2 separate regions of the Callithrix jacchus genome follow, and region 2 is linked to region 1. The links are chromatin contacts, called in public Hi-C maps. All regions are on one chromosome and are shown on one strand. Each heading gives the region's core, a stretch centred on a gene start, on an enhancer-like site or on the middle of the called end of the contact. The rest is flanking DNA. Distances are from core to core; before and after follow the strand shown. Region 1 has its middle 670 kb from the start of NYAP2. Region 2 holds the start of IRS1 (insulin receptor substrate 1).

Region 1 (3,891 bases), core at 871-3,370:
TTATTTAGGTCAACACTAACTAATAGCAAAGCCAGGGTTAAAATCCAAGTTTTCTGATCTCAAATAATATTTTCTCTAATTATCCATGACACATCATAATACAGGAATATTTTGTAATTTAAGGATTTGCCAGGCCGGGCGCGGTGGCTCACGCCTATAATCCCAGCACTTTGGGAGGCCGAGGCAGGTGGATCACGAGGTCAAGAGATAGAGACCATCCTGGTCAACAAGGTGAAACCCTGTCTCTACTAAAAATACAAAAATTAGCTGGGCATGGTGGTGCATGCCTGTAGTCCCAGCTACTCTGGAGGCTGAGGCAGGAGAATTGCCTGAACCCAGAAGGCGGAGGTTGCGGTGAGCCGAGATCGTGCCATTGCACTCCAGTCTGGGTAACAAGAGCGAAACTCCGTCTCAAAAAAAAAAAAAAAAAAGGATTTGCCATGGCTACCCTGAAAACATATTAAGTCTGCTGTGCTTCTTTCCATGTAGTATGATAGTGTTGGCACTCACTGTGATCTTATTACATTTACATTTAATCTACTCTTATTCATATTATTACTTTATATTATCCTGAACATGAACTTTTTAAATGTCCATCTGTATTTACTAGTGACCCTCCTGGTAAGATAATAGGAAAATACACAGCTGAAATTGCTGGTGCTGCTGAATGAGGGTGATAAAGAATACCATGATTTTCTGTCTTCATATAGGGCTAGATTTGCTAGAATAAATCTACTTCCTTTTCGAGAAATTGGGCAGCCAATCTCTGACTCCCTGGCCCATTGCTTTCTTGGGTTCTGATAGAGATTATTCCATAGTTTATTAAGCTTACTTCCCCAAAAAGCTGAATGTGATGTAATAGTGCCATCTGTCACCTTATGTAGAAGGCAGAGAGGAAACGTAATGCCTTATGAAGCCTTGGGTTGATTATAACAGGTCCTGAAGTGCAGCTGTGGTTTCAGGTATTAAGGCCAATGGGCTGCTCTGTGCAGTGCAAAACGATGACAGAGCCTGGAGTGTTCTGGGCCACAGCCAGGGAGGAAAGGCCAGCAGAATAGCAAAAATAACCCTGCTGAGTGACCCTGAAATACCTGGTGCAAAGCCACATTCCTCTCAAGGTGAGCCTGGTTTTTCCTTGCCCTGGTTCTCACGTGGGTAGAGAGGGTGTCCTCTGTGGTATCAAGACTATTCTTAGGCCTGATTCAAAGGGAACATATGAGGTCACAGAAAGTAGGTTTGGATACAGAACCAAATCTGTCACTGACTCTGATACTGTCATTTAACTCTCTCAGTTAAGCCATGCCTTGGCTTACCCGTTTTATAGTATAGAGTACAAGAATATGATGAAAATCTATGCTAGAACATTACACACAAATGCATCTCTGTATATGGACTGCATGTATATATGGCTTGCTTAAGACTGGGAACAAGGAGAATATTCAAATTTAGAAATCCTAGTCTCCTTGGGATAGCACTAATCCTTCAAATTTCTCTCCATAGATTATTTTATCTTTCTGCTATTTCCTCCTTCCCTGGCCATGCTTTATTTTGGTGTGAGCTGAGTGCTGCATTCATTACCTTATTTTATTTATCAAAATGTTTTCAGTAAACACATGTAGGATTTCTGTATTAAAGTATTAAGAAATAAGTTCTGTCTCTAATAATCATCGTGAATCAACAAAAGGTTAGATTCTTGCCATATTTTATTATGATAAGTAATTCAATAATACAGTTTACATTTCATAGAAGTGATTAAAATTAAATAAAATATTGGGGATTGAAGTGATTATGTTCCATTATCGAAATCATCCAGTTTTGTAGCACTCTTTGATTCTGTTCCATGTTAAAGAAATTGCAAAATATTGTACTTGAATTAAAATGTCTACTGTACATATTGAAATTATGGGCTTTATTAAATAAAAATAAAGCTAGAAGAAAATGGAGATAGATACATATTTAAGAAGAAAACTGAAGAAAAGATTGAGAGAGTGGCTAAAAGGATGCAACTTCTTAGCTCACAGGACTAGCCAAGAAGACTAGTTTGAGTTTGTCTATTTCAGAGACATCAGAGAGGAGACCATTCCCTTTAGTATTTTGGTAAGAATACCTTGGACAGCGAACATCAATGTAGGGAACATCAATGTAGTGCACTTCATTATCAGCAAGAAGAGCCAATTGGAGGGTTTTCAGAGGCCACCTGGGGAAGTCAGCGTGGTTTATGATGACTTTCAAAGAAACTGAGAAGTTCCTACTTACTTGGTATTTATTGGGGGCCCAACACTTAAGCTCTAATTTCTGCCATTTTAGGTAACATTTTCAAAACAAATAACAAAAAAGGAACAATCTTTACATACTTTACCTTTTGATGTGATTCTAGAATGTATTTGATTCCTAACATATTGTCTTCCATAGTTTTACATTTTGAGAATATTTGTTACAATTCTTATTAGATATACCATATGATAAAACAAGTAATGTGAAAATTCAAATTAACAATATAAATTAAAATTACTAAGTAAAAATTCAGCAGATGCTATTTGCCTCCACCAAGGCCACCTTATTCTTTTCCCTAATTTTAATTTGGTTTGGACATCTACTCTTACTTCAAATGATTCACAGCCTAGTTTTAGAAGTAGATTGTTATTGGTCAAGGATAATGTTATTCCAACATAACTCCAATGAGTCATAATTATTAAATCCTAAAATCAAATTAGTGGGTCATATTATTGTGTCTCAAATTTCGTAGAATAGAAAATATCAGATTATATATAGGTTAGAAACAGGGTAAGAAAAATCTTATAAAAACTTTAAAAAAAATACCAATTATGTGTGTGTGTGTGTATTGGTGTCAATGTAAAAACAACTCTATCATGGGTCACAATCAAAGAGTTTGGAAATCTTTGGTGTGAATCAGTCACCATGGCCTTGATACCCTTGTGATTGGATTATTTGTGGATGTGCAACAAAACTGTGAACACTGAGCTTTGATGAGAAGTTTGCTAAGTGTCATCCAGAAAAGGTTATTTATGGATCGTAGGAATCACTGAATAAGTGATAGTCCCATTTCTTCCTCTGTATGTTTTCATAAATGGATATGATAATCCAGAACCGCTGCAGAATATTGCAAACACAAAAAGCCTAGGGAAAGGTCAACTTCCTAATATGACAAAACTGAGAGATAGAATGAATCTGGCTTCTTAATGATATCATTGAGAGGCCAAGTGCACTCTGGTACATCCTTACCTCTGAACTTCTTGTTGTAAGATAATACATGTTTGGGACTGTCTAAGCCACTTGGCTTTGGGTTTCAGTTTTCTGTAGCTTAAAGCATCCTAAGTGATGTAACTACGATCTTATGTGTTGGTGCAGACATGAAAACCAGGGCTAGCTTATTTAATAAATTATGTATTAAGTGATTATTAAGTGTGGGGGTTTAAGTGTTAGGCATATAGCTGTGAAGAATATAAATAAGGCCTCTGCTCTCAACAGTTTGGATTCTAGTGACGTAGACAAGTAATAGATGGTAAACAAATAAATGCAGTTAGATTATAATTAATCCTCTGAAGGAAATAAATAGAATGACATGATGGAGTGATTTATTTGGTTAACAGGTGCTTCTTCAAACAGGATGATTACTAGTGACCTCTCTGAGGAGAAAGAGGCATTGGAGCTGAGACTTAAAAGAGAGAAGTTAGTCCTGGAAAGAAACATTGAGAGGTTCATCCCAGAAAGAAGGATAATACAAGTTATAGCCTGTCTTTCTTGGAGAGTGTAGTCACCCACTCTTTATATTTTTAAACATTCAATTCTGGGTAGTTTGCAACCATGGAAAAAGCTTTCCATTGATTTATTGGTATGAATAATAATATCACCTGGAATGTGCATTCCAGA
Region 2 (3,891 bases), core at 563-3,062, 690 kb before region 1:
GCGAGCAAGCAGGGACAAACTGTTTGTTTATAGGTCAGCTTAAAACAACAAAAAACTTGGGAGCGTTTGCTTGTGGGGAGACTGGTACCGCAAGGTAACCCTGAAAGAGGAGCTTCAAGTAGACCCAGGCTGCGGACCTGGTACACTCATGAAGTACCCATTTTCCTGTACTGTTGAGCTGGCACCATCCTTGTTTTCTCCCGATTATCCTTGTGGTCAAGGTTAAACATTTATAGGGTGGTTCAATGGGTGTGGAAGCTGTGTGTGAAACAAACATTTCAGCCAATATTTGCATAGTCGGGTTTTGGCCTTATGAATCCTCTGTAAGTCCGTAACAGTTTTTTAAAGTCACGGAGAGACTTCGTAATATGATAAGGGACCTTTCATTTCCCCTCCCCCATGCCCTGAGGCTTAGGTGTGAATCCCCCTCAAATGGATAGGCCAGGGGAATAGGAGAAAAGGTGATATTTACAGTTTCTCCCTAACTGATCAGCAGCTTCCTGGGAAATCCCTGTTCTCCTTTGGCAGTGACCATAACTGCCCCCAGTCACTGCCCTTGGGCGTCCCTCTGTTCCTTCCAGGAACCTCACGGCAGCAAATCCAGGGATTCCAAGGTGGAAGGCTGGCCCAGAAGTCCTTTGGAAAACCTTACAAAAATACGGATCCCCGCACCATGGCCTATCACCCTGAAGCCGAAATCTAGCTTGTATATTTTCTGGGAGAAACAGCCTTGAATAGAAACCTCCCTCCCGCGGGTCGATCTTACCTGCTAGGTAAGAGGCAACCCAGCTCCCGCGCCCCCGCCTCCCCCGGGCCTCCCACTAGGGGCTCCACAGCCGCAGTACCCCCCCGTCGCCCCCACCCTCACTCCTGCGTCTTCCCGAGCTCGCCCCCTCCCGTTTTCCCAGACTCCCCTCGTGCTTTCGGGTAGCCACCCAAACACCCCCGCCCGCGCCCGCCGCGGGGATTCCTGAGGGCCTGGGGCGCCCTGGGTAGCGCACGGGGAGGGAGGCGCTGCGCGCGAGCTGGTGGCCGCACAGGGGCGCTGTCCTAGCGCTGCGCGGGGGCTCGGCGCGGGCGCCGCTGCGGCAAGGCCGGGGGGCGGAGAGGGGCGGGCGCGGGGCGGGATCGGCCCGGAATGTAGAGACCCGGGCGGGAGCCTCCCGGCTGCGGCGGCGGCGGCGGCCCGGCTGCCGAGCGCGGAGGCTCCGTCACGTGTTTTTCTCCTCTGAGTGAGACGGCGGCGCGGTCGGAGGGGGCCGGCGCGCAGAGCCAGACGCCGCGGCTTGTTTTGGTTGGGGCTCTCGGCAACTCTCCGAGGAGGAGGAGGAGGGAGGGAGGAGGGGAGAAGTAACTGCAGCGGCAGCGCCTCCCAGAGAACAGCCGTCTTCCCGAACCCTTCCAAACCTCCCCCTTCGCCTGCCGCCCTTGTCCCCTGCCCTTCTCCCCTGCCGACTGCAGCGAGGGGCAGGGATGAGCCTGTCCCTCCGGCCTGTCCTCAGCTGCCCTGGCTGCCCAGTAGCGTTTCGAATGGAAAAGCCACTTTCTCCGCCCGCCGAGATGGGCCCGAATGGGGGCTGCAGAGGACGCGCCCGCGGGCGGCGGCAGCAGCAGCAGCAACAGCCGCAGCGCCGCGGTCTCTGCGATTGAGCTGGTATTTGGACTGCTGGTGGCGGCTGGGACGGTTGGGGGGTGGGAGGAGGCGGAGGAGGAGGAGGAGAAGAAGGAGGAGGGAGAACCCAACGTTGGGACTTGGCAACCCGCCTCCCCCTACCCAAGGATATTTAATTTGCCTCGGGAATCTCTACTCCAGAGGGGAACTCAGGAGGGAAGGCGCGCGCTCGCGCACGCCTAGAGGGGCAACGCGGGGACCCCCAACCACTGCCTCCCTGCGCTGGACTCCAGTCGGGGCGGTGAGAGATGCATCTTCGCTCCTTCCCGGTAGCGGCAGTGGCTGAGAAGAGACTTGGCTCTCAAAGGATCAGGGCTGCCCTCATCCCGGACTCACTGCCTCTCTCCCGGGCGTGAAGCGCCGGTAAAACTCCGGTCGGGGTCTCTCTTTGGTGCAGCCGCTGCGTCCTCCTCCAGTTGCCCCTCCCCGGTGCGGTGCGGGAGACTGTGTGGATTTCGGAGTCTGGGGTTTCTGCTGCCTCCAGCCCTATTTGCATGTGTGGGGCTGTGGCGAGGAGCCTTTGCCCCCCACCCGGTTGTTTTTCGGCGCCTCCCTCTGCTCAGCGGCGGTGGTGGCAGCGGCAGCATGGCAAGCCCTCTGGAGAGCGAGGGCTTCTCGGACGTGCGCAAGGTGGGCTACCTGCGCAAACCCAAGAGCATGCACAAACGCTTCTTCGTACTGCGCGCGGCCAGCGAGGCTGGGGGCCCGGCGCGCCTCGAGTACTACGAGAACGAGAAGAAGTGGCGGCACAAGTCGAGCGCCCCCAAACGCTCAATCCCCCTTGAGAGCTGCTTCAACATCAACAAGCGTGCTGACTCCAAGAACAAGCACCTGGTGGCTCTCTACACCCGGGACGAGCACTTTGCCATCGCGGCGGACAGCGAGGCCGAACAAGACAGCTGGTACCAGGCTCTCCTGCAGCTGCACAACCGCGCCAAGGGCCACCACGATGGAGCTGCGGTCCTCGGGGCGGGAGGCGGCGGGAGCAGCTGCAGCGGCAGCTCGGGAGTTGGTGAGGCTGGGGAGGACCTCAGCTACGGGGACGGGCCCCCAGGACCCACATTCAAAGAAGTCTGGCAGGTGATCCTGAAGCCCAAGGGCCTGGGTCAGACAAAGAACCTGATTGGTATATACCGCCTCTGCCTGACAAGCAAGACCATCAGCTTCGTGAAGCTGAACTCGGAGGTAGCGGCTGTGGTGCTGCAGCTGATGAACATCAGGCGCTGCGGCCACTCGGAGAACTTCTTCTTCATCGAGGTGGGTCGTTCTGCCGTGACGGGGCCTGGGGAGTTCTGGATGCAGGTGGATGACTCCGTGGTGGCCCAGAACATGCACGAGACCATCCTGGAGGCCATGCGGGCCATGAGCGATGAGTTCCGCCCTCGCAGCAAGAGCCAGTCCTCGTCCAACTGCTCCAACCCCATCAGCGTCCCCCTGCGCCGGCACCATCTCAACAACCTCCCGCCCAGCCAGGTGGGGCTGACACGCCGATCACGCACCGAGAGCATCACGGCCACCTCCCCAGCCAGCATGGTGGGCGGGAAACCAGGCTCCTTCCGGGTCCGCGCCTCCAGCGACGGTGAAGGCACCATGTCTCGCCCGGCCTCGGTGGACGGTAGTCCTGTGAGTCCCAGCACCAACAGAACCCACGCCCACCGGCACCGGGGCAGCGCACGGCTGCACCCCCCGCTCAACCACAGCCGCTCCATCCCCATGCCAGCTTCCCGCTGCTCGCCTTCGGCCACCAGCCCGGTCAGTCTGTCATCCAGCAGCACCAGTGGCCATGGCTCCACCTCAGATTGTCTCTTCCCACGGCGGTCTAGTGCTTCGGTGTCTGGTTCCCCCAGCGATGGCGGTTTTGTCTCCTCTGATGAGTATGGCTCCAGTCCCTGCGATTTCCGGAGTTCCTTTCGCAGTGTCACTCCGGATTCCGTGGGTCACACCCCACCGGCCCGCGGTGAGGAGGAGCTAAGCAACTATATCTGCATGGGCGGCAAGGGGCCCTCAACCCTGACTGCTCCCAACGGTCACTACATTTTGTCACGGGGTGGCAATGGCCACCGCTACACCCCAGGAACAGGCTTGGGCACTAGTCCAGCCTTGACTGGGGATGAAGCAGCCAGTGCTGCCGATCTGGATAATCGATTCCGAAAGAGAACTCACTCGGCAGGCACATCCCCTTCCATTTCCCACCAGAAGACACCGTCTCAGTCCTCAGT

Evidence for each region. A called contact is a pair of places that touch in the nucleus more often than the background predicts.
Region 2: a contact with region 1 is called in a Hi-C map of skeletal muscle, with 4 times the contacts expected there. The contact joins the promoter of IRS1 here to the enhancer-like site in region 1. A contact is called at or near these places in 2 of 3 Hi-C or Micro-C datasets (both in skeletal muscle).

Annotation. Positions count from the first base shown.
Region 1 is chr6:147,751,545-147,755,435 of calJac240_pri, reverse strand. No RefSeq gene overlaps it. Among named protein-coding and RNA genes, the nearest start is that of NYAP2, 670 kb to the right of the region's middle. Within about 2 kb of position 2,120, at least 1 of the 16 cell types and tissues checked has an H3K27ac peak or open chromatin away from gene starts, as enhancers often do. A contact at or near this core is called in skeletal muscle, where this site is marked.
Region 2 is chr6:148,439,300-148,443,190 of calJac240_pri, reverse strand. IRS1 (insulin receptor substrate 1) reads left to right here and starts at 1,812. Exons shown (of 3, transcript XR_004744891.3): 1 at 1,812-3,891.